2 separate regions of the Callithrix jacchus genome follow, and region 1 is linked to region 2. The links are chromatin contacts, called in public Hi-C maps. All regions are on one chromosome and are shown on one strand. Each heading gives the region's core, a stretch centred on a gene start, on an enhancer-like site or on the middle of the called end of the contact. The rest is flanking DNA. Distances are from core to core; before and after follow the strand shown. Region 1 overlaps JADE2 (jade family PHD finger 2). Region 2 holds the start of CDKN2AIPNL (CDKN2A interacting protein N-terminal like).

Evidence for each region. A called contact is a pair of places that touch in the nucleus more often than the background predicts.
Region 1: a Hi-C map of induced pluripotent stem cells shows a contact between it and region 2, with 1.9 times the contacts expected there. The contact joins the enhancer-like site here to the promoter of CDKN2AIPNL in region 2. A contact is called at or near these places in 2 of 3 Hi-C or Micro-C datasets (induced pluripotent stem cells and skeletal muscle).

The regions. Positions count from the first base shown.
Region 1 is chr2:32,971,210-32,974,263 of calJac240_pri, reverse strand. All of the region lies in intron 9 of JADE2 (jade family PHD finger 2), which reads right to left. Among named protein-coding and RNA genes, the nearest start is that of JADE2, 46 kb to the right of the region's middle. Within about 2 kb of position 1,518, at least 3 of the 16 cell types and tissues checked have an H3K27ac peak or open chromatin away from gene starts, as enhancers often do. A contact at or near this core is called in skeletal muscle, where this site is marked.
Region 2 is chr2:32,801,645-32,804,527 of calJac240_pri, reverse strand. CDKN2AIPNL (CDKN2A interacting protein N-terminal like) reads left to right here and starts at 1,632. Exons shown (of 3, transcript XM_002744163.7): 1 at 1,632-1,920. The coding sequence starts at 1,682. It overlaps LOC118151734 (U4 spliceosomal RNA), which reads right to left and starts at 782; the gene lies at 642-782.

The DNA.
Region 1 (3,054 bases), core at 269-2,768, 170 kb before region 2:
AGATATAAATGGTTAAGATGACATCATACAACATTAGGGGGCTTGAGTGAGTCCTGACACAGGGACCTACAGGGAGAAGGGCATGTGTCCTTGAAGAGGCAGAGACTAAAGAGATGTCTGCAGGCCAAGGAACAGCAAAGATTCCTGGCAACCACCAGAAACTGGCAGCAGGGAAGACACTCTCCCGCAGAGCCCCGGAAGGAACTAATCCTGCTGACACCTCAGCCTTGGGCTTCCAGCCTCCAACTGTGAGGATGATTCTCACAGTTGGGCAGGCCTAGCAAACTAACAGGGATGCTGGGCATGAGATGCTGGTGGCCTTTAGAAGGGACTTGGTGTGGAGCTCAAGGAGGGGCAGCTGGCACCCTCACGCGGGGCAAAGCAGTGGGCAGCTGTGAAAGACAGTGGAGTCTGAGGCCTCCAGCCCTGGGAAAGAGGTGGGTGACCAATGAGGCCAAGGAGCAGCCAGAGAGGGAGGAGGTAACCCGGGACCTCAGGGGGGCCAAAGCATCGCAGGAAAATGACTCCAAGACCAAGGGCAGGTCTGACCGTGGCAGCTGCTGCTGAGAGGGTCGGGGGATGCAGAGGTGGGCGGGGGAGGCTGCCGGCGGCGAGTGGCAGGCTCTGGGAAGTGGTGGAAACTCGGCCAGAGTGGGAAGCAAGGATGCAAATACCAGGACGGATGACAGGAAAGGAGAGATGGGGTGGGAGTGGAAGAACCCACGACTAGAGGAAAACAGGGAGGGAGGATTTGCTTTTGAAGATGAGAAAGAGTTGAACAGATTCAAATGTTGGTGGAAAATGACCTGCAGAGAGGATGAAAAAAAGACAGACTCAGGCTGGGCGTGGTGGCTCACCCCTGTAATCCCAGCACTTTGGGAGGCTGAGGCAGGTGGATCACCAGGTCAGGAGTTCGAGACCAGCCTGACCAACATGGTAAAACCCTGTCTCTACCAAAAATACAAAATTTAGCTAGGCATGGTGGTGTGCGCCTATAATCCCAGTTACACAGGAGGCTGAGGCAGGAGAATCACTTGAACTCGGGAGGCAGAGGTTGCAGTGAGCTGAGATCAAACCACTACACTCCAGCCTGGGTGACAGAGCAAGACTCTGTCTCAAGAAAAAAAAAGACTTGTGAGCTGCAGGTGTAGGCTGGAAAAGTGACCGCTGTGGGGGAAAAAGACAGAAGGGAAGGGAAGAGAATAGACCCAGAGGCTCTGCTGGCAGGAAATTAGAGGCCCTGGTGTGAGGACAGGGGAGGCTGTCTGGTAAGAGCAAGAGGGCGCCCTGAGGGAGGCGGAGCCCAGCATGTGGGCAGCAGGTAGGAGGTGGGGAGTGCAGCAGGGACTGAGCTGCTTGGTGCTGTGGCGTTTCCCCTGGTGGAGGGAGTGGCTCCTACTGGGTGAGGCTGAGAGGGGTAAGGGCAGGGGCATGGGCAGATCAGTACCAAACAGGAAGTGAGTGAAGAAAGCAGGACAGAAAAGGGTGGAACACCTGGGAGACAAATGAGCAGAGAGAGCAGGAGCCTTTGGGCAGGGAGGAGGATGTGGCGATTTCTGGGCTATCGACCTGGGAGCAGCTGGAGGTGGTTGACTGGGCTTGGGGGAGGCAGGGGCACGAATGGGTTCGGGGAACTTCAGAGATGGGAGGTTCTGGGGCAAAGGAGCCAGAGGTCTGGAGGCTGGAGCTGCCCAGGACAAGGTTGGCTTTGGGGAAAGGCCGAGGGGACAACCATCCAGGCATTGAGGCCAGGACCTGCTTCCCACTGAGCCTCTCCCTCCTTGGGATGTTGTCCCAGGTCATCCTCGGGGCAGGTGTGTGTCTCAGAGCTGCGTCTACCCTCTCAGCCTCCTTCTAAGGCTCTCAAAGAAACTCCTGGTGACCAGAGCCAGAGCCACAAGCAGCAAGTCCCTGCACAGCCTGCCCGTCAGCACGGTTGCTAGGGGACACCGGCTGGCACTTGTCGGGCTGATCAACAGTGCTGCAGTTTTTTTTTTGTCAGCCATAAATAACTCTGGGAGGCTGCAGTGGCCATGCCTTCAGAGTGTCCAGCAGGGCCGAGGCCCATGGTTGAAATTTTAGGAAAGCACATCTGGCTGACCATAAAATGGAATTTCATGCTGGCGGCAGCCCTGGCTCCTATTTCTCTCAGCAAAACCCTGGCCTGGCCATGGAGGAACGAATCAATCTGGGAGGATGCTGGCTTCTCAGGACCTAGCACTGGGCCTGCCCTTTTGGTCCTCTGTGGAGCTGACCCAAGAGCACAAGGGCTGGTTTCCTTTTTTTTTTGAGACAGAGTCTTGCTCTTGTTGCCCAGGCTTCAGTACAATAGTGCAATCTCTGTGCACCACAACCTCTGCTTCCCGGGTTCGAGGGATTCTCCTGCCTCAGCCTCCCAAGTAGCTGGGATTACAGGCATGGACCACCATGCCTGGCTAATTTTGCGTTCTTAGTAGAGACGGGGTTTCTCCATGTTGGCCAAGCTGGTCTTGAACTCCTAACTTCAGGTGATTTGCCCACCTCGGCCTCCCAAAGTGCTGAGATTATAGGAGTGAGCCACCACGCCCACCCTGGCCTCCCCGCCCTTTTTTTTTGAGAAAGTCTCACTGTGTCTCGCAGGCTGGAGTGCTGTGATGCAATCCCGGCTCACTGCAACTTCTGCCTCCTCGGTTCAAGCGATTCTGCCTCAGCCTCAAGAGTAGCTGGGACTACAGGCGCCCACCACCATGCCCGGATACTTTTTTGTAATTTTAGTAGAGATGGGTTTCACTGTGTTAGCCAAGATGGTCTTGATCTCCTGACCTTGTGATCTGCCCACCTTGGCCTCCCAAAGTGCTGGGATTACAGGTGAACCACTGTGGCCTCCCTTCTTCTCAGAGCCAAATGCTGAGGGGACAGGACAGTAACAACAATCATGGCCCACAATGGTGGGCACTCTGTCCCATGTGCTACAACCCCAAGGTCAGTTTGATCCTTATTCCCATTTTACAGACAAAAAAACGGAAACTTAGAGAAGTAAAAACTGAAACAAAGGCACAGAGCTGGGAGTGCGGG
Region 2 (2,883 bases), core at 383-2,882:
AAGCTGCAGAAGCAGCAGACAGCACATAATCAGCTCTCCTCACCGGCCCCACTCACAATATGGGACCTGCACTGGAGCCCTAGATCATGGATCTGTTCCAAGGGGAGCAGATCACTTGAACTCAGGAGTTTGAGACCAGCCTGGGCAACATGGTGAAACCCTGTCTCTATTTAAAACCAAAACCAAACTTGTTCATTTCCTCTTTACACATTCTTTCTAGCTCCTTCCAACATCTTTTGTAAACACAGGTGTCACTGTTCTGGTTAAAATCCTTCAGTGTGGGAGGCCGAGGCGGGTGGATCACATGGTCAAGAGATGGAGACCATCCTGGTCAACATGGTGAAACCCCATCTCTACTAAAAATACAAAAATTAGCTGGGCGTGGTGGTGCATGCCTGTAATCCCAGCTATACAGGAGGCTGAGGCAGGAGAATTGCCTGAACCCAGGAGGTGGAGGTTGTGGTGAGCCGAGATTGCTCCATTGCACTCCAGCCTGGGTAACAAGAGCGAAACTCCGACTCAAAAAAAAAGAAAACCTTCAGTGGGCCCCCATTCTTGGGATCTGCCTGGCCTACTGGCCTTGCTGACCTCTGCAACCTCATCTTCTCCATTCTCTCTCGCTCTCTTTTTTTAAAATTCAGTCTCCATAGAGACTGTCAAAAATTGCCAGTGCCGACTACATTGCAAGTCATCACGACAGGGTATTGGGAAAAGTTTTCAATTAGCAATAATCGCACCTCGGATAAACCTCATTGGCTACGATACTGCCACTGCACAAAGCTATCTTCTCCATTTTCTACCTGCCCTGGCCCCCAACCCCTCCTACCCACTATCTTGCAAGTGTCTTAGCAGGCCAGTCTCTCTCTTGCTCTAATTGACTCCCCTTTACTCAGAAAACTCCTGCTCATTCTTCAGTTCTCCGGGATCACTTCCCTGACCCCAAGACTAGACTGGGTCCCTTGTTTATTCATGGTTATAGCACGCTGGGCTTCTCTTTACTAATACTTGTTTGTCAACATTGAAATTCTCCATTTACTTGAGCAATTATGTCACTAATGTCTGCTTGTCCACTCGACGCTAAAGTTCATCTGAGCAGGGCCCCGTGCGTGCTCTCATTGCCTCTGCAGTACCTAGCAATGTGCCAGGCAGGTTATTCACTAGATGGATGGATTACTCGCTCCAGGAAAGAGGGCCCCAACCTGGGTGGGTGTAGAGACCCTGGAAGTCGATTAATGCAGCTCCGTGTGTAAGTCCCCAGAACTGAGGGCATCCTATCCAGCTGTGACCGGGGCCCCCGATGTCTCTCGGGATGAGGCGGTGCCCGGGGAACCCCCAGGGCAAGAAGGACACAGCATAGCTCTAACTGGCATCCAGCTGCGAACTGGAAGGGGGCACCCAGACTCTGTGCTTAGGGACCCCCCCACACCCGGTTCCCCGCAGGGTCGACCGCGAAGGGCCCTTGCAGCCTTGGGTAGACCCAGGGCAGGCGCCACGGGCTGCGGTAATCTGATGAGCCAGGAGCCACTCTGTGCCCCCATAAGCCGCCGCTCCGGGCGAGGGCGCTCCAGGTTGGTCTTCTGTAGCAGTCGTGCGCTGACAGGGCCCTTCTGGCCGGCAGGCGGTGGCGCAGTGCTCGTCGGGAAGGCGGCGGGCTATCCGGTCCTGGGCTGTGGCTGGCACCATGGTCGGTGGCGAGGCGGCCGCCGCAGTGGAGGAGCTGGTCTCGGGGGTGCGGCAGGCGGCCGACTTCGCGGAGCAGTTCCGCTCCTACTCAGAGAGCGAGAAGCAATGGAAGGCCCGCATGGAATTCATCCTGCGCCACCTGCCCGACTACCGCGACCCGCCTGACGGCGGTGGCCGCCTGGACCAGCTGCTGTCCCTCTCCATGGTTTGGGCCAACCACCTCTTCCTGGGCTGCAGGTGCGGACCCCTGCCGGCCGGCTGATCCTGTTCCCTGTCTTCCGATCCTCAAGCCCTCTTCCAGGGCTCACCCGTGACCGGAATCTCTGCCCCAGACTGAACCCGCGCCCAACCTCTATTCTTATTGGCCGGCCCGAAGGCTGATTCCCACCTAGGAGGCACCTTGGAAAGATCCTTATCCTTGATCCTCAGTTTTCTCTCTTGGTAAATGGGTAGTTATGATGACTGTAATAAAGGGTGAAGAGCTAAATACATGGCGAGCTAAAAAGTTGCTATTGTTATTTGTATGACTACTATTATTAGCTCAAACCATCACCTTTGCAGGGTGCGTTCCAAGTCCGTTAGCTCCTGTCATTCACATGGCTAATGTGCAGAGACAAAAACGGAGATTCCCATTTTACAGGTGAAAAAGCTTAGGGAGGGAACTGATATACCTGGGGTCATGCAGTTTCTGGCAAGATTGGTGGATTTTAACCACTAAGGACAGGATGTAATCTGTATCCTGTGGCTTTTTCTCCTCGTTCCACAGCCCACTGGGCCCTAAGTAAGAACCAGCTTCACCTCTCTGCTTTCCCTCTTATGAAAATAGCCGGTGCCTTTTTGGCAAGGTCCTAAAGCCCATTGCATCCTGTCTGCTGCACCAAAAGGACAGAGGCCCACTTTTGAAGTGCCTAATAAGGCATTCCCTTCACCCCTCCATGAAGAAGGTGGCAAATCTTGAGGCTCTCTATTAGCTTCATTTTTCCTGAAATTGTGTTAGGAAAATAGGGTGACTTGGCTCTTGATCTTGGTTTCTATACCTATTACCGCTGCCTGACTCTGATCACTTGGCCCCTCCAGGACTAAGCCACTTGGTCTTTCTTTACATGTTGGGGTTTATTAGAACAGTATGTAGAGAAGCAATGCCAGAGGTAATCATCCTTTTTTCCTGCCTTCTAGGTTCTCCTTGGAAATCCTGGTTTA